3 separate regions of the Gossypium arboreum genome follow, and all the other regions are linked to region 3. The links are chromatin contacts, called in public Hi-C maps. All regions are on one chromosome and are shown on one strand. The core of a region is the stretch at or near the end of the contact, and the rest is flanking DNA. Distances in the headings are between cores, read along the strand shown.

Region 1 (2,700 bases), core at 7-2,506, 380 kb after region 3:
CAGCAGACTCATTTTAATATAAATTTACAGACAAATTAATATAAGCACACTGATTAGGGATAAGGCTTGATCCAAAAATAATAAAAGTAGCAAAGATGAGGCTTAAACCCAAGACCTCACACACACATTCAAAACACTTAACCAATGAAGCAGACAAATACTTATATTAAATATTCACATAAGGAAAAATATATATTTTTAGAGAGTTACAAAATGGTAAATATTTTTAAAATTGTATCTTTTTAAAATTTCATATAATTTTAAAATTTTCTATTATTTTTAATATTTTTATAATAATTTTCTATATTTTAAAAATTTCCATATTTTAACAATTTTTATTTTTAATTCATATAATTTTAAAATTATTCATTTTAATATTTTTTAATTTGTATAATTTTTGAGACATTTATAATATTTTTATATATTTTTGCATTTTATTTATTTTTATAATTTTTTGTGATTTTGAATATTTTAGTTTTTAATAATTTCTTTTAGGATTTTTAGTATTTTTTAACAATTTTGAGTATAAAACAGCCCCAAAAGGGCCGCTGTTACCCCAAAGGGCTTAATTATTATAATTTTGAAGTTAAGGGGTTCAATTGAGTGAAAAAAATATAAGAATTTAATTGATTTTTTTAGAAAATTTCAGGGGATTTTAGCTATTTTTATTAGTCAGGGTTGTTCATTATAATACATTTCATTGCAACTGCTGCGTTTAAGTATAAACATATTAAAGAAACATGTGTAATGAATAAAAAAGAAGAATTGGGTCAAAGCTACTCTTCTTTGCCAGCAAAAGACTAGTAGGTAGCAGAGTTGAGCATTTAAGAGCTTATGCATTGTACAGATTCCATGTATTTCATTTTATATTTGAATTTACAATCATTGAACAAAAGATAAAATAGATACAACAAAATGCCAACATGATCCTTGTGATCAATGTTAGGAACAGTTGATTGATCCTTTATGAACTTGGACCTACTTTTAATCAAAAAAAATAAAGCGAGGTTAATGTTTATAGATTTGTAAAGAAGAGAGTTGGATGCAGCATTTTGATAGATTATATAATAATAACCTAATTGATCAACCGTTTTCAATGGTAAATAGATGTAAAATGTTGACTGTTAGATTCATCTCCAGCAACTATCCCTACTCACAAGTCAACTGCACCCAAGTGTGAACAGCAGACGGGCAGGGCATAACCACCAAAATAATTTGGTCTTTATTTCTCATGAAACTAAATATTTTTCCATAAAACATTTGATTAATTCATAAGATACCCTCAAAAACATTGTTTCCCCCATCTTCTTTGGACAGTTCCAGTGTTATTTTGGTCACTTGCAAAGAATGTTGTAGAGCTGACTGGTAGGCATGGCTTAGTTAGCATTAATTTTCCACCTTATATACAATACAAATGCAAGATTAAGATCAGATATCAGTGGCAACCCCGTTGAAAAAATATGGGTTTCCAAAGAAACATATTGGGTTTCCTTTTATTGATATTGGCTTCACTAACAAGCCTCTCTTCTAGCCTTCCTAGTGAATACTCCATAGTGGAACATGAGATTGACGCATTTCTTTCGGAGGAAAGGGTGTTGGAAATCTTCCAACAGTGGAAAGAAAAGAATCAGAAAGTGTACCGGCAAGCCGAGGAGGCTGAGAAAAGGTTTGAAAATTTCAAGGGGAATTTGAAGTATATCCTAGAGAGGAATGCAAAGAGAAAAGCAAACAAATGGGAACACCATGTGGGATTGAACAAGTTTGCTGATATGAGCAATGAGGAGTTCAGAAAAGCTTACTTGTCAAAGGTGAAAAAGCCCATCAACAAAGGGATAACCCTGTCAAGGAACATGAGGAGAAAGGTGCAGTCTTGTGATGCACCCTCCTCCTTGAATTGGAGGAACTATGGAGTTGTGACTGCTGTCAAGGACCAAGGTTCTTGTGGTAAGAAAATGCCCTACATATTGTGTAAGTTCCCCTTTAAGAAAAAAACCTGAATAACTGTGTCCTATGTTTGCAGGAAGTTGTTGGGCATTCTCATCAACCGGAGCCATGGAAGGAATCAATGCCTTAGTTACTGGAGACCTAATTAGCCTTTCAGAACAAGAACTTGTAGATTGTGATACCAGCAACTATGGGTGTGAAGGAGGATACATGGACTATGCTTTCGAGTGGGTTATAAACAATGGCGGGATCGATAGCGAAACCGACTACCCCTACACTGGTGTGGATGGCACATGTAACACCACCAAGGTCTGATTCATTTTTGTTTCAGTAGTTCAACTAGTTCTTCCTCTAATTCTAATGTATTTGTCTTTAATCAGGAGGAAACCAAGGTTGTATCTATTGATGGCTATCAAGATGTAGAGCAATCAGATAGTGCTCTTTTATGTGCCGTTGCTCAGCAACCTGTTAGTGTGGGAATTGATGGTTCCGCCATTGATTTTCAACTTTACACTGGTGTAAGTATATGTTTGGAACCCTGAAACTTTTTGTTTAAAACGAAATTTTTGGGGTAATGAAATTCGTATGGCATGATGGATGAATAGGGAATTTATGATGGGAGCTGCTCGGATGATCCAGATGACATTGATCATGCTGTTTTAATAGTTGGTTATGGTTCAGAAGGCAGTGAAGAGTATTGGATAGTGAAGAATTCATGGGGAACAAGTTGGGGGATAGATGGATATTTCTATCTAA
Region 2 (2,892 bases), core at 195-2,694, 380 kb before region 3:
CAGAAATGCTCGAATAGTTTCCCTGTATGGTTTTGATACACCTTCCCATAGTGAATGTTCTCCTTCCAAAATTTTATACCTGTCAAATTCTCAACTCAGCACACGGTTACTTAATACTCCCACCATATTTACCACCTAGAAAGTAAATGGAAAATTTCAGAAAGCAAACATCCAAAGCAATAGGAGTTAAAAGTGGATAATTGACAGTTAATTCTAACACTGAGTAACCTATATATTTGTAAGTAACAAGAAATCCGGATAAGATAAATCTAGAAATAGAATTGTCAATTTTGTACTGAAATTTCCATATGTAGGTTTAGAATGAAGTTTAAAAAGTAATGTTCTATTGGAATCATCCTGTGACTCTTAAGCAGCTTTGCCTGCAAGTGCCTCTTTAAAAGTGCATTTATTTATGTATGGATGCCCGTGTACAAGAGTAGTAAAAAAAAAAAAATCAACAAAATGGAGTTGAAAATAGCATGAACGAAAAAAAATAGCAGCAATCAAGTTACCAAAACTAGCTGAACAAGAGAGAAAAGACCATCTAAATGACTTAATCAAATGTGCTAAAATGAAAGTGTTACAGTAAAATTATCAGAGGAAAACACTACCATTCCGACTTGGCTTGCTGTGGATTTATAGGCAAACGATGACCAAGCAATCTTCGGACAGCCAGAGCCTCGGAAGTGCTTTCATCAGCCAATCTCAAACATCTTGACCTTATGTCCCCAACAGCAGGACCTCCTAAACATTATCAACTCAGCGACATTATTTTATCTCACATCAAAGGAAATTTCCAAATCATTATAAGAACCAAAACACAATCTAATAAAAATAAAGGCCATCTGATTAAACAATTCAAGTGCAGGCAAAATTCTTTCGTTTATTTCAAGGCTTAACTAAAACAACTAAAGTTTCCTATGTCAAATGAGAGTTGTCTTCTGATAATTGATAAACTAATGATATAAGATTTCGCGTTAGAAATGCGTAAAATATTTACCGAGAACTCGAACAATCTCGGCAGTACTTCCCCCATCATCAGAAACAGGAAGAACATGGGCAACGCGAACTGTTAACTTCTTAAGCTCTTCTACAACGCCATTAAATGCCGTCCCCCCTAGAACCACCATAATCGAATCCACGTTAGGACTTTTTAATAAAATTTGAAATATTTATCAATCAAAGCGAGGAGAAGAGTACCTGAGAAAACGAGTAAGGAGGGCTGGGAAGGTAGAGGGTTAGAGGAGCAATGACAGTGGGCAGCCATGGATTTAGATGGAAAATGGAGGGGTAATTTTGGGGTTTTGAGAAAAAAAGGAGGCAGAGCAGGAGAGGGCTTAGAGTAAAAGGCTCCTATCAAACTGTAAGTGTCCGCCATATTCCCGCTATTTCCAATATTTTCTCTTTTCCGTAAATAACTTTACACCTTTTATATTTTATTTTATTTCCTATTTTTTGTGAACAAAAAGGAGTATAAAACTTAAAACTTATATATTTTTTATTATATAATCCTTCGAGCTTTTGTGGACCGTTCATGGAATTTGGTGGATACGCGATTAGAACAGGAGACAACCAATGAGTTTTTGCACGTTGATCAATGCTTTGTTTGTAATTAAAAGATGAAATTAATACTAATGTTATCTGATTAATACAAGGAAACACTGCAATTTAGACAACAACTCTCCATCAAATCATGCCTACTAGACTGCCTAGTTCTCTGCATTTTTTCAAACCATGTAAATGTCCTCTCTTATTCTAAATTCCATTTTAACTTTATTTAAATAATCTCCCAATCCGATTCGGAAAATCCCATTTCTTGTGACTCAGATTTGTTGCTTTCACTGGATTGCTCAACACTGTTTCGATGCTGCTCATCATCAGGCTTCCATAACCTTGACTTCAAAGAAAAAGCCTATTGAAACTTCTCCTGTCCCACAAAACAACAACTAAGCATTTCTGAAAGAGGTTGTTCATGTCAAGCTAAACATCCGTGAGGCGCCTGAATTTTTACCAAAATATACGATGGAGGGTGAGAGTATCCTACCTTGAATGATCGGCGTTCTTGTAATTCATTAGAAAGAGAATGAAGCTCACTGCTGTCCACCACAATGCAGTTTTCTTCATGCTTCACCTTATTTTGCGATGGAACAGGAGCTGGAACAGTTTCTAGTTCCAATTTCGGAACAGCTGCAACAAAATCATTTAATCTCATAACTTTAACTAATCCTTTGATTCCACAACCGAATGCAACTGGTTATTTTAATCTAATGCAGAGACCATTTTAGAAAGAAAAAAAAAAAAGGATAGATGGATATATCATACCAACAGAATGAATACCTACCCTTTGATTCTAATAAGGCGTCATCTAGAGTAGAATCAGTGTCATGAGCTTCATTCTTGCATGCTTGAGCCAAGCCACGCTCATTCTCTGTGCTTTGCCCTGAAGATGAACCTAAATGTATATTTTTAATATATTTGACATGGATCAGTTCTTTCTGAATGCAATCTTTATTAACACTTATGTTTGAATCTTTATTGGCTATGACAGCAGCATTTTGCAATAGAGACAAGTTAAAGTTCTTCCTTCAAATTGGTAGGAGATGAAGGGAGCACTTCTTGCATTAGTTCTGTACAGAATTGCTTAACATTAGCTCCCACAGTTTGCAACTGGTCTTCAACGTATTGGAATGTTTCCTAACATCAAAATAATGAGATATTAGAAGCATTGGAAAATTTCATTAAGATATAGAAAATAAAGGCGCCAATACAGAACTTCATTTACGCATATAGAAGCAGTAAAAATGTTCATATTCTAGCTTTACAAGAGCAAAAGGATGAATGGTAAACAATACTATATCATCCATCTTCAAGTGTAATGACCTAATTTTCAAT
Region 3 (2,700 bases), core at 9-2,508:
AGCTGATGTGGCACGCTAAATCATCATTTTAAACAAAAATTTTAGGTTAAATTATACAATTAGTCACCATATTTTTTCGTTTTGAGCATTTTTTTTTCTTTTATGTTCTTTCAACTTTCTCTTTTTTTCTTCATTTTCCTTTCTTTTATGCTTCTCCCTCTATTTCCCTCCCTTTTTCATCTCTTTTAACGTAAAAGAAGAAAATTAAATTGCTCAAAACGAAAATAAAATATAGGGACCAATTGTATAATTTAACTTAAAATTTTTGTTTGAAATGATGATTTAACATGCTATGTCAGCTTACCGTTACATTATTAATGACAATTAATGGCTCAGTGCCTAAAATGTTATAACACGTTAACACAAGTAACTAAAACGTAACATTTCAAATATAAGTGACTAAAATATAACCTGAAGGAAACAAAAGTGACTATTTAGTAGTTTACTCCATAATTTATACAAGTCATTGAGAAGATGCACAATAATTAATTTACATATGTATCATAATATATATTTACCATAATTAGTTAATATATATCACAAATAGTTAATAGCTAATACATTTATCATAATTAATGTAAATTCACTATAATTAGTTATTATATTTATTGTAATTAATTTTCATAATATAAATTCACCATAATTAGTTAATATATAATTATCATAATTAATTAATATAGGTAATAATATCTTGGTATTATTAGTAAAAGTTGGTATCATGTGTAACTGTCATATGTGAATTTTAGTTTGATAAGTCACTAAATTATTTACTTCTTTGTAAGTTTGAACTTTATATTAGCTTGGTTCTATTCTATAATTATTCCTACATGTATTTCTAATTGTACTATAATTATATTGTTTTTGTGAACTTAAAAACCATTTTTCAAATAAATAAGTTAATATATATTAGATAATTATTTAATATACCGCTTATCGGTTTTTTACTCCATAAATAAATTAAGGATGTAAACAATGTCATATTTATTTATATATTTAAATCATTTAGTACATTAATTGTGTACTTTTTATAATAACGTAAATAAAATAAAAAATTGTAATATATCTCATTTTATTTATTTAATATTTTATTATACCTTATAAAAACTTATATTTTTCATTTATTTATCGAGTTTAAAAATATTGTATCAAATATTTTTTCTATTTTAATATTTTTATCATATAAAATACTTTGTCATATTTTTAACAAACAGTGCAGAAACAATTTTCCATTTAAATTAAAATGAAAAAGAAAAAAAACACCAACCCATATTATGCTCTTCGAAAAAAACAAAAACCTCACCAACCATTTCACCCCCTTATAAAAAAAGCCAAAGTTGGTGCTCAGCACATAAACCTAAGTCCAGTTCGAAACCGTCTCTCACACCAGCTTTCGTCTTTCAGCAATGGCCGCCACCACTACAACCACTTCCTTTAAAGCCGCACTCCTTTCTACACCGTCGATATCTTCATCGACCAAATCAACCGTCCTCAAAACACGCTTTACATCATCATCGTCCTCACGGTATTCGCCGATTCCAAAATCACTGATAGCTCATCATGTCTCTACAAGGACCAATGCCATCGTCGCCAAGATGGGGACAGTCCCTTCGCCAGTGTCTGAGACGACATCGCTTGACTTCCATACCTCCGTTTTCCAGAAAGAAAAGATCTCTCTTGCTGGTCACGAAGAGGTTAACTGACCCCCTAATTAAGTCATTTCATTTCTTTTTCTTCTTCTTTTGCATTTGCTTTTCAGTTCCGTTTGCTGATTATTTTCATATATATTGATGGATTTGGGTATTTGGCAGTACATTGTGAGAGGAGGACGGCATTTGTTCCCTTTATTGGATGATGCTTTTAAGGGAATCAAACAGATTGGTGTTATTGGTTGGGGTTCTCAGGTTATTAATTTACAACATTTCTCCTTTTCTTTTTCCCTGTAAATAAAAGCAAAAGGGAAACCTTTTTCCCCACCATTTCATAATTATGAAGATCAAAAGCATGCTTTTCAGTTTTCATTGACCACGAAAGTCTTTCAGGTTTTTATTTTGCAAATGTTCATTAATCGTATATCCGAATATTACATTCCCTTAACTAAAACGTGGTTTAAAATATGGTTTTAGGGGCCAGCTCAAGCACAGAATCTGAGGGATTCTCTTGTAGAGGCAAAATCTGATATTGTTGTGAAGGCAAGCTCGAATTCTCACTGCATTTTATTTTGCATTCATTGATTTGACTAAATGTACTGTTACTTGATGATGATTACAGATTGGGTTGAGGAAAGGCTCTCGCTCCTTTGCTGAAGCCCGTGCTGCAGGATTTACTGAAGAGAACGGAACTCTGGGGGACATATGGGAAACTGTTGCTGGAAGTGATCTCGTGTTATTGTTGATCTCTGATTCTGCACAGGTTGCTAAGCTGCTCTCATGTTTTCTATTTCTGCGTTTTAAATATTGGCTATTGGTTATGGTTAGCATTGGCTGATTGTATAAGCTGCATGCCCATAGCAGACATCTTTCTGATGCCAATATATGACTCACATGAAAAATTTTTCCAAGTCTGTTAGACTGATTTGTGACAACTTGTAAATGCTTAAGACTTACATGCACTATGATTCATAGGCTCTCTGCACTTTTTGGTTTGTTCTTATGAAGCTTTATTTTCTGAATTATGTTATCTAGGCGGATAATTATGAAAAGG

The links. Hi-C and Micro-C count contacts between places; a contact is called where the count stands out from the background.
Region 1: a Hi-C map of leaf shows a contact between it and region 3, with 5 times the contacts expected there. The contact joins the promoter of LOC108453391 here to the promoter of LOC108486434 in region 3. A contact is called at or near these places in 2 of 5 Hi-C or Micro-C datasets (both in leaf).
Region 2: a contact with region 3 is called in a Hi-C map of leaf, with 3 times the contacts expected there. The contact joins the promoter of LOC108465570 here to the promoter of LOC108486434 in region 3. A contact is called at or near these places in 2 of 5 Hi-C or Micro-C datasets (both in leaf).

Annotation. Positions count from the first base shown.
Region 1 is chr6:29,008,030-29,010,729 of ASM2569848v2, forward strand. It overlaps LOC108453391 (cysteine proteinase mucunain-like), which reads left to right and starts at 1,257. Exons shown (of 5, transcript XM_017751464.2): 1 at 1,257-1,944; 2 at 2,021-2,253; 3 at 2,325-2,462; 4 at 2,550-2,700. The coding sequence starts at 1,461.
Region 2 is chr6:28,251,169-28,254,060 of ASM2569848v2, forward strand. LOC108465570 reads right to left here and starts at 1,445. Exons shown (of 13, transcript XM_053029449.1): 1 at 1,201-1,445; 2 at 1,001-1,117; 3 at 612-744; 4 at 1-79. The coding sequence starts at 1,378.
Region 3 is chr6:28,628,132-28,630,831 of ASM2569848v2, forward strand. LOC108486434 (ketol-acid reductoisomerase, chloroplastic-like) reads left to right here and starts at 1,259. Exons shown (of 10, transcript XM_017790488.2): 1 at 1,259-1,691; 2 at 1,809-1,901; 3 at 2,124-2,189; 4 at 2,269-2,409; 5 at 2,682-2,700. The coding sequence starts at 1,404.